Linked DNA regions of Mus musculus: region 2 is linked to region 1. The links are chromatin contacts, called in public promoter capture Hi-C maps. All regions are on one chromosome and are shown on one strand. Each heading gives the region's core, a stretch centred on a gene start, on an enhancer-like site or on the middle of the called end of the contact. The rest is flanking DNA. Distances are from core to core; before and after follow the strand shown.

The links. Promoter capture Hi-C pulls out the DNA fragments that hold promoters and counts their contacts.
Region 2: a contact with region 1 is called in a promoter capture Hi-C map of embryonic stem cells, with 7 times the contacts expected there. The contact joins the promoter of Spdye4c here to the enhancer-like site in region 1. A contact is called at or near these places in 7 of 39 promoter capture datasets (the 3T3-L1 cell line, the C10 cell line, embryonic stem cells and 3 more), 1 of 484 Hi-C or Micro-C datasets (cortical neurons), 11 of 115 datasets of contacts at active chromatin or transcription factors (the 230-238 cell line, astrocytes, bone marrow-derived macrophages and 6 more) and 1 of 9 other capture datasets (macrophages).

What each region holds. Positions count from the first base shown.
Region 1 is chr2:127,589,276-127,594,548 of GRCm38.p6, reverse strand. It overlaps Mrps5 (mitochondrial ribosomal protein S5), which reads right to left. Exons shown (of 12, transcript NM_029963.2): 2 at 3,768-3,854; 3 at 2,598-2,735; 4 at 1-105. Among named protein-coding and RNA genes, the nearest start is that of Mrps5, 4.5 kb to the right of the region's middle. Within about 2 kb of position 3,773, at least 30 of the 459 cell types and tissues checked have an H3K27ac peak or open chromatin away from gene starts, as enhancers often do. A contact at or near this core is called in embryonic stem cells, where this site is marked.
Region 2 is chr2:128,589,285-128,594,189 of GRCm38.p6, reverse strand. Spdye4c (speedy/RINGO cell cycle regulator family, member E4C) reads right to left here and starts at 1,849. Exons shown (of 9, transcript NM_001310641.1): 1 at 1,759-1,849; 2 at 1,487-1,594; 3 at 1,189-1,305; 4 at 237-353; 5 at 1-71. The coding sequence starts at 1,849. Gm36203 (a long non-coding RNA gene) reads left to right here and starts at 2,277. Exons shown (of 9, transcript XR_866725.3): 1 at 2,277-3,089; 2 at 3,376-3,711.

The DNA of each region.
Region 1 (5,273 bases), core at 2,524-5,023:
TGTTCAAATCCTTCCTCTTCTTTTTCTTTGTTCTTTTGCCTCTGCCTTTTCTTGCTCCAGCTCCAGTCTCTGCTAATGCGCCTTTCCAGAGCTCTTCTGCAGTCACTGCAATGAAACAGGTTTGCTGTCTTAAATTCTGCATTTTAAAAGCAATGATCTACAGTCTCCTGTTGAATAAAATGGCCAGAAGTTACTCCATGTACACCCTTGTGGTGACATTAGAAAGACAGCAAAGTCACTCTGCATTCCACACAGTTACATTTGGAAAGCCCAAGAAGAGATGGTGGTGCTCCTCACAGCAGAGAGCTGAGGCTTGAGCCCCAGGTCTTTCCCAGCAGGTTTCCCTGACACTTGGCCAACTGTGACTTAGGTTGTTTCCCTGCTCTCTTGCCACCACAATAATTACTCCGCTGGAGTTATCAATCAGTATCTTTCTCTGTGGCTGTGATAAACCACTCTGACCAAAATCAACTCAGGAGAAGAACACCTTTATGTGGCTCGTAGATCCAGGTCACAGTCCCTCACTGAGGGATGACAGGCAGGAACCTAAGCGTGAACTTGAAGCAGACACCATGGAGGAAGACTGCTTGCTGGCTCGAAGGCAGGCTTGGGCTTACTAGCTTTCTTACATAGTCTAGGACAATCAACCTAGAGCTGTGTGAGGCCCTGCTACATTGATGAATGAATAAGACAGTCCCCACAGACTGCCACAGCCAACCCGACTTTGAGGATTCCTGGGACGGCTCTAGGCTGTTTCTAACTGAGAAGACTAACTAGGGCACTTTTTATATATAAGAACTAAAGCTTCATTTAGACAGTCTGCTCTTCCCTTCTACCAATATCTTCACATCTGTTTCTTTCAAACCAGATGTGAAAGAACAGATACACCAGCATCTCACAGCTAACCCCCACATTTGTATGTTTCTTCTTGACGTCACATTAAGTCCTTTAATACACTACAGGACTGCTGGTTTATTTCCACTTGTCAGTTTCAAAGATCCCACATCTACTTCTATCCTGCATCTCAAATCAATACTTGTACATGCCTAGATTTTTTTATGTTGATCCTTATTGTATTTTATTGGTATTTAAATTTCGTCTTTCAAATTCACCAACTATTTTAGAACTAATCTTATTCCATTCCCAACTTATATAATAAAAAAGTTGAAGCCTGGAATGAGAAGATGGCTTACTAGGTAAAGAGCTTGCCTTGCAAGCACAAGGACACAAATCTGATCCCAGAACCATGTAAAAACAGCCAGGCTAGCACATGCTTGCAGTCCCAGCACTGGAGAGCAGACAAGGTGGAGGCAAGCTTGCTGGCCAGCCTAGCCTAAGGGCACGTTCCAGGCCAGCAACAGCATTGCAAGTAGGAATAGTATCTACAAATACTGTTATGTAAAATTGCCTTTCCCTGATCGGTCTGTTTCCTCAGCTAAGAAACAACTAAAAGGAGCCAATGGATTGGTTTGGTTTTTTCATTTTGAGATCCAAAATCTGTTCATTTATTTGTTACTCTTAAATTAGACTTAGTTTTGACTGGTCATGTAAGTAGAAGCACTCAGCGAAAACAGCCCACGTCTCTTGACAGTCTGTTGGGGCATTTTTCTTTGGCTCCCTTCATTCTCTTGGTCAAAAGCTTAGCATGTTCTGCAGCCTCCTCCTCATTTTTTTCACTGCGCTGTTTCTCCAGAGCAGAGGTTGGAGTTTGTGCTGCAGGACAATGGAGTGATGAGATGCTGAGTCCTGGGTGCTCTGGTCCCAGCCTTCTGACCTGTGTTTAATGCTTCCCAATATAGGGGGCTTCTTTAAAGACTGAAAGGCTTTCATTTCCTGTGAGGTCTTCTGAGCCCCAACTCACAAGGCACAGGAGTCTGTCAGTCCAGGGATATCCTTCTCTACTTATTAAAACAATGAGCAAAATGAAACCACTCAGCCTGGCACCCACACTACATTCCCGAACACACTTGCATTACATTGCCCCAGTTCTTCTTGGTCTATAACAAGAATGCCCTTGACTGGATACCAGGTGAGTTGTTCTGTGGGTCAAGACCCCGCTTCATGGGAAAATCCTGTTTGTTGTTCCCAACACTGGTTCAGACCACAAAACCTTCTACCTTTCACCCAGAGCATCAGCAGCTACTTCTGTGGCCATCGGCTTCTCACAGAGAGCACAACACTTAGCGTCCATCACCCACTTCAGTGAGCTTCACCTTGACACAGTCAACCACTTAGGAGGTGCCACAAAAAAGAGCACCAATGTATTTTTTCCTGGCATGGCTCTAAATCAGTAGGGTACTGGGCCATGATCCAATACCACTTGGCCCTCAGGTGCCCCAAACGAAGGGCCTTACATTTCCTACACAAATGTTTACTGCTGAGCTATTCTCCCCACCATTCAAAGTAAATCTGTTATCAATTGTACAATTGATGGCATATAGATAATTCTGGGAGGGGGTGGCTATATCAAGGAATGCTTTTATTTTAATAGGATATTATAAACTAGTCACTAAAATTTTTATTTGAGAAGAAAAATTAAATACAAACACATTCCATTTTCTGGTTCCATGAAAAGGGAAGTTTATCCTCCTACTTACGTTTGGTGAAGAAGCTGTAGGGCCGGCACTGCTGGCCCGTCCAGTTGCCGGGAGAGGAAACGCAGCACTGTGTCTGTAGCACATGGCTCAAGCTGGTCAGACAGTGGTTGCGCCTTGTTTCCCTGGATGACAATGAGCCTAAGGCAGATAGAATGCTAGCATCATTTCATACTAGTCACACTAATTCATATACTGATCATAATCATACTAATTAAAATAAGTCACCAAGGGCTGATGAGATTCTTGGACAGTTGAAGGATCGCTCGCACCTGCTGCCAAGCCTGACAACCTGAGTTTGATTCCACGGACACAAGTGGTAGAAGGAGAGCTAGCCCCTACAAACTCTCTTCTGGCTTCTACACATGTGGCAGAATGTGTATCCAAACACACGTGCGCACACGCGCACGCGCTCACACGCTCACACACACACACACGTAAATTTTAAAAAGACTTTAAATCACCAATATCTTGACCTTTTAAGAATTGTATTTTGGGGCAGGAGAGGTGGCTCAGCAGTTAAGAGCATGTACTGCTCTGGAAAAGAACCCAGGTTGGGTTCCCAGCACCCCTTTCAGACATCTCACAATCACCTAACTCTGCCTCCAGGAAACCCTTGCTTCTGTCTGGCCCCTTAGGCACCTCCACTCATGTGTACAGACCTACCCCTACTTCCAGCCAAGACACAGACACAAAGAAATCTATTTTAAAAAAACAACAACAACAAAATTCGAGACATTTTCAAAACAAAATAACCTAAATGTCTCTGCTAGTTACAGAGCTGCATCTCCTCCACAAGACAGATGTGGCATCTCTGCCATATCCAGGAGCACACAGCCTCCTGTAAGTAAGTAAGAAAGAGAACAGAGCCCTCTGCTGTGTGCAGCAGGCAATGTGTGCTGATCTGCAAATGTACCAGCAGAGCAAGATGCCAGAGTCTGCAGCGTATCCTGTTTCATGTTTAGAAACAAAGCAGGTGTGTCTGTGAGTGCATCTTACACACCCCAGCAGCACATACAAGAAACTGTAACTATAGTTGCCCCTGGGGAAGAAGCTGATCCGTGTATAATGCTTTGCCAGTTCCCCTAGACGCCCACCCTCTCCTGGAAACTTGTAACAAAACTACTGCACAGTAAATAAACCTTAAAGAACAGAGAGGTAGTAGCACCTTACCGTGGCTAAGAGCTGTCTTCACTGCCAAAAAGGAAGTGGCTGCTACTGGAAAGGCGTTTAAAGAGAGTTGCCTAGACAGGAAATGACCTAAAAATTGGGAGGAAAAGAGTATTTGTTTAAAGATATTTTCTACATGAGACGGAGCATTTTAACCAGTAAGATATTGGAACCTACAAAACAGAAAGATTAAGACAATATGTAAGCCATCTCTAGGCTCCACGCCGACATGGCGCCTCATCTCCACCTTTCACCCTCAAACCCATGCAGTTTCCAAGCCTCGTGAAAGTCCCTTGATGTCACCTGCACCCCCTGCCGTCCTTGCTGGTCCTTCCATGCTACCCATACTCCTGCAAACAACCCAACAAAACTCATGGATTCACCAAGGCAGACTTCGGGGGAATCATCACGCTGCTCTCTGGAGGTTCCCTAGCATAGGTGAGTAGAGCGTGCGCATGCGTGGTGTTGGGAAGGGCGGAGCCTCTTTCAACAACAGCTCCGGGGAAGCCCCCCAGATCCCCACTCCTGCTCCCTCTGGCACCCACCAGCCCTCACTCAGCGTGGCGTTCTAGCACCGACTCTGACAGCAGAGCTGAGAAAACTCATGTATGGAGACAGCGGGGCAGTAAAATCCAGATGGAGGAAGTGCAGGTCTGCCTCTGATCATCAAAAACTAAACCAGACAGAGGCCAAAGGTCTATAAAACTCGTAAACAATCACAACCTTGGACTTGGCAGTGGTTTCTTAGATACAACACCAAAAGCACATGCTACCAAAAGGGAGAGGGGGAAAACAGATGAATGAGACCATCAAAATTTCAAACCAATGTGTTCAATGCTAGAAACAGCTTGGCGGCACAGCTCTTGCCTGATGTGCACTAGGCCCTGGATGCTCAAAAACAAAAACCTGTGTTTCAAGGAACACTATTAATGTCAGGTATACTAGTATATCCCAGCATTTGAGAAGCTGAGGCAGAAGAATCACTGTGCGTTTGAGGCTAGACTACATTCATAGTGAGAACCTTGGCAGGGGAGGGGGTCTTAAAAGTTAACATGCAAAACTCTTTAAAAAAAAAAAGTTTATGCACAGTGCACATGCCTTTTATCCTAGCCTGGAAGCAGAGACAGGCTGACCTCTGTGAATTCGAAGCCAACCCGCTCTACATAGTGAGTTTCAAGATAGCCAAGACTACACAATGAGAGCCTGTCTCCAAAAATACTTTTTTTTCTTGCAGATTATATATCTGACAAGAGACTTATTTCTAGAAAATGCAACGAAGTCTTCCAAATCAAGAATAAAAAGTCAACCCAAGTGACAATGAACAGGAAGTAACCTGTTAGTACAGGCTCACAGACCCTGCTATGAGAGAGACTGGAACAGGAGGATGGGAAGTTCAAACCCAGCACCGGGCTAGAGAGTGATTGCAACAGCAGCCTGGGCAAGCTGTTGAGATATGTCTCAAAAAACAAAAATTTACTTCTTGTTTCTGTGATAACATATCCAGGCATA
Region 2 (4,905 bases), core at 600-3,099, 1.0 Mb before region 1:
CTTTGAGGTGGCTCCAGGGGCAGCTTCAGGGGTGGCTGTGCTGGAGGCCAGCACGCTGCCCTCTTGGATAGCTGTGGGAATAAGAGCTTCTCAGTATAACCATGGATGTGGCCAGGCTGAGAACACTGGCAACCTCCTGACCACTGCTCAGGAATCCGTCACTTCTCGAAGACTAAGTGACGGTAGTAACTTGGCTGTGACTGGCTCTTCATGCAGGGACAAGAATGGACATATACCTGCTTTGACATCCACAAGTGTCCTTGTCTTGTGAGCCCTCTTCCTTTTGGTTCGCTGCACAGGGACATCCCCTGCCGAGGCATCACTGGAGGCAAGAGTGACACAGACTTCTGGATCTGCAGGAAGAGACCTCACATGACCACAAGAAGACAACCTGGACATGGTTGGGTTCTTCCCTTCTCAGAATTCCATGTGACATCTAGAAACATCTGGCAGAAATTGCTTTCACTTATCTACACATTAGAGTAGACATTGAGTTACAATGAAATATTTTATCAAGCTCCAGCTGTTCTCTGGTACCTCTTTCTGTGGATCATTCTGCCTGTAAGACACCCCAGGGAGATAAATGAATTTGCTGATCTTTTATCTACAATTGCTACAAAAGTGAAGAATAAAGTTGATGTCCTAGATCATCAGGACACCCCTTGCTCTGGCCTTGTAAAACTTGATTTAGAAGAGTTTGGGAAGAGGGAGGAACTAGGCACAGTGGTATGCTATTTCAAGTTGCATTTATACTTGGACAAGAATGTCAAGGGGCCTATGCCGGGGCCTAGCAAACACAGAAGTGGATGCTCACAGTCAGCTATTGGATGGATCACAGGGCTCCCAATGGAGGAGCTAGAGAAAGTACCCAAGGAGCTAAAGGGATCTGCAACCCTATAGATGGAACAACATTATGAACTAACCAGTACCCCCGAGCTCTTGACTCTAGCTGCATATGTATCAAAAGATGGCCTAGTCGGCCATCACTGGAAAGAGAGGCCCATTGGACACACAAACTGTATATGCCCCAGTACAGGGGAACGCCAGGGCCAAAAAACTGGGAATGGGTGGGTAGGGAAGTGGGGGGGAGGGTATGGGGGACTTTTGAGATAGCATTGGAAATGTAATTGAGGAAAATATGTAATAAAAATATTAAAAAAAAAAGAATGTCAAGGGGCAGACACCTACCCATCTTGATATTGTCCAGTTTTCTTTTTCTTTGGCCCTTTTTCCTCTTGGATCTCTGCTCAGGGACATCCCCTGCAGAGCCATCACTGGAAGCCAGAATACTGGTGACCTGTGGAGCTGCAGGAACAGAAGACCCCACGTGACCATGAGAGGCACCCACTTGGCCAATGCTGGGCTCTCCCCTTCTCAAGCCTAGTGAGGAATTTACATGTAACACCTGAAGACAGCAAGAGGAATGCTTCCCCCACCAGGTATATGCTTATCTACAAAGGTGGCTTCGAGCTGAGTTCCTACGCACCTTTTTTTGCCAAGCAAACACTGTCCGCTGGCACCTGTTTCCCTGAATCATTCTGCTTGCAGGACTCCTTTGAGGAGACAGGTGACATCTCGGATCTTCTGTCTGAAGCTACAAAAAGTGAACAAGAAGTGACCTCCTGGCTCAGCAGGACAGCCCTTGCCATGCCCTTGCAGAACTTGACTCAGAATGGTTGGGGAAGAGGGAGGGGCTGTACTGTCCCACCCTGCATTCTTCTGGGGACCAGGGGCGAAAGCGCCAAGGGTGACACACACCTATCGTTGCTTTCACAGGCACTTTTTTCTTTTGACCTTTCGTTGGCTTCTGAAGCCGTGGTGTGGTATCTGAGGCAACTGGTGTGGACATGATGGAATCCTGTTGTCTTTGGTTTCCCAACCAAGGAGACAGCCCCGCTTGATTCCAACTCCAGGCTATCTCTGTGTAGTCTTCTTTTACTAAAACAAAAGAAAAATAAAAAGTTGCAGTGGTTAAATAGTTAATGGTGGCTGAAAGTTTTTTTTTTTCTTCTTTTGAGGTAATGGGACTTGAATGTAGGACTTCACACATGCAGGGAAGCACTTCACCATGGAGCTCCATGCCATCATTCCTGATTATTTTTTGTAATTAAAAAAAATCTATTTATTTTATGGATGAGTGCTTTATCTGCATATACACCTGTGTGCCAGAAGAGGGCATCAGATTCCTTTATAGATGGTTGTGAATCACCATGTGGTTGCTGGGAATTGAACTCAGGACCTCTGAGTGCTCTTAACCACCGAGCCATCTCTCCAGCCGCTGTTTTTGATTCGTTATGAAACTAGAATTTAATCTGTGCATAAAGAATACCTCATGTAGTCCTTGTAATCTGTGAAGAACTGTAATCCACCTGCTTTACACATGAGAAGGTGGACTTGTGTAGAGTGTGTCCCCTGACTGTGGCTAGGCCACCGTGGGTTTGCCAATGGGAAGAATGGCTATTGCCAGTCATGTTTCCAGTTGGGTCAGTATGGATGATTTTACACACCTGTTTTCTTTGATATTACCTCTTTATATGTCTATGAGCCATTATAAATTCACAGGCAATTAAATCTTGTTAAAAATACAGCCCAAGTAGCCCACACTGTCCTCCTTGTGGCTCCTTCTCAAGGGCAGTCATTGGTGGACAAGATTCCTCTTGACTGTCCCCCTCCCTGTTTTCACTCTTTCCCCTTTATCTCACATTACCTTTTGTTTTGTTTCCCCTAATCTAAAACCTGATTCTGTTCCCACTGTATCACCAGTTGTCCATCCTGAGACTCCAGTGGATCCCTGACATACGCCAAGACTCTCTCTCTGAAGAAACACAGCGCAGCGCCTGATACTCAGCCTAGCACAGCATTGGGTGACGCCCGTGTGAGCACCTGCTCTGGTCTCTCAAGCTCTAGTCCTTCCAGGCACATTCAGAGTGTACCCAGAGCTCTGTCTCACAACTGTGAGGAGGGCGGTGATAGTAGCTAAATGGGCTCAAACATTCTGAAGGTCCTGTTGACATCACACCATTCCGTCAGAACCTGCTCTCTAGTCTGTTAAAGAAATGCACCCGAGGAACAGGCCATGGGCATCCAGGGTAAAAAAGATGCATGCCTGTCCCCTCTGGACAATCAAGTGATCTTCTCTTGTCTCCCTGATAAATTCTTTTTGGGCTTCACCTTGTACCTAAATCACACTGTCTAAGAATACAAATGAAACTGTGTTCCTGAAAGGGTAGATTCAGAGCACACAAGCATTGACCCCTTCATCCATAGTACAAAGCTGTGCACACAGTTTACTTTGCTGTTTGGGTTTGATTCCTATCAGAATACAATCAAATCATCTTTCAAATCTTCTATGTTGATACTAAGATTGGTATGCAGGTTCAGAACTTACACCTAGAGACTGATCATACATTACTTTCTCCAAATGATCTTCTTGTGAGAACAACCTACATAACCAGTTCAGTACCCCAGGGAGGAGGAGATTGGTAAGTCACCAGCTTTACTTGGGTTTTTCATATGGACAAGTTCATGCTCATGTGTCTGTATTCCTTCTGTGCGGCTGTATGTCTTGTGTGTGTGCTGTGATCTTTATTAAGATGTACACAATTCTATGTCAAGGCTCCATCGTGGTTCTCAAAGGATTCTGTTTCCCCAACATCCCTGACAACCATTAATTTCATCTGTCTATAAAAGTGAGGACATGACTGCTCCAAGGTATGATTGAACAGGATGTCTTAATTGTAGATTGGAGAGAGAGTACAGCCAGAGGCACCCGGAATAGTCCAGGGTTCTTTCTGTTTGTTTGTTTATTTATTTATTTTATTAATTAATTAATTTATTCATTCTATATCCCAATCGCTATCCCCCCCATTCCAGTCTCTCCCTCACAAGAGTCCCTCCCCCAGTCCCCCTCTCCTTCTGCTCTGAGAGGATGCCTCCCATCCCCCTACCCTGACACATTAAATCTCAATAGGGTTAGGTGCATGTGGGGAGCTTTGGGGGTCGTTTGGCAGAAATCTGACTTTGGCCAAGGACAAGGAAATGGGCTTCAGGCAGGAATCTGACATTAGGCCATGACAAGGAAGTAAAAACTCAGGCAGGAATCAAATTTTAGGCCAGAACAGGGAAGTAAGTTCAGGCAGGAATCTTAATTTTAGGGTGGAACAAAAGAAGTAGGCTTCAGGCAAGAATCTGATTTTTGTGCTTGGACGAGGAAGTAGGCTCTGAGATTTTGGGTCATCCTGACAGACCCTTAGAAACAGTGATCCTGGGAGTGATCACAGGACTTTGCTTATTGCCTTGCTTGTTCCTTGACTATCTGTGTTTATTGTACTCTTTGCCCTTATTGTTTACGTGTAATGAAAGTGGTATAAAAGCGGATTGGGAAAAAAATAAGCCTGCTTTCAGTCTCAGAATTGACTGAGGCCATGCTGTAGTTTTATCTAATTGTCTCTTTCTTTTCAATCCTCTATTCTGGCGCAGGAGAACCTGTTGACTGACTGAGCAGGCTTGGTCAGGTGCATTTTCTCCCACTGATGCCAGACAAGACAGACCCATAGGAGACGGATTCCACAGACAGGCAACAGCTTTAGGGACAGCTCCTGCTCTAGTTGAGGGAAGACCCACATGGAGACTGAACTGCTTACATATGTGCCAGGGAGTCTTGGTCCAGCCCATGTATGCTCTGTGGTGGTTGGTAGCTCAGTCTCTGGGAGCCCCCAAGGGTCCAGGTTAGTTGACTCTGTTATTCTTCCTGTGAAGGAAAGTATTCCCTTCAGGGTCTTCAATCCTTCCCTCAGTTCTTCCACAAGAGTCCTCCACCTCCATGAGTTGTTTGGCATGTCCTAGAGATTCTCTTCACCCCCACAACCCTCCCCCCACAACCTCTCTCCTTATACCTTATCCTGC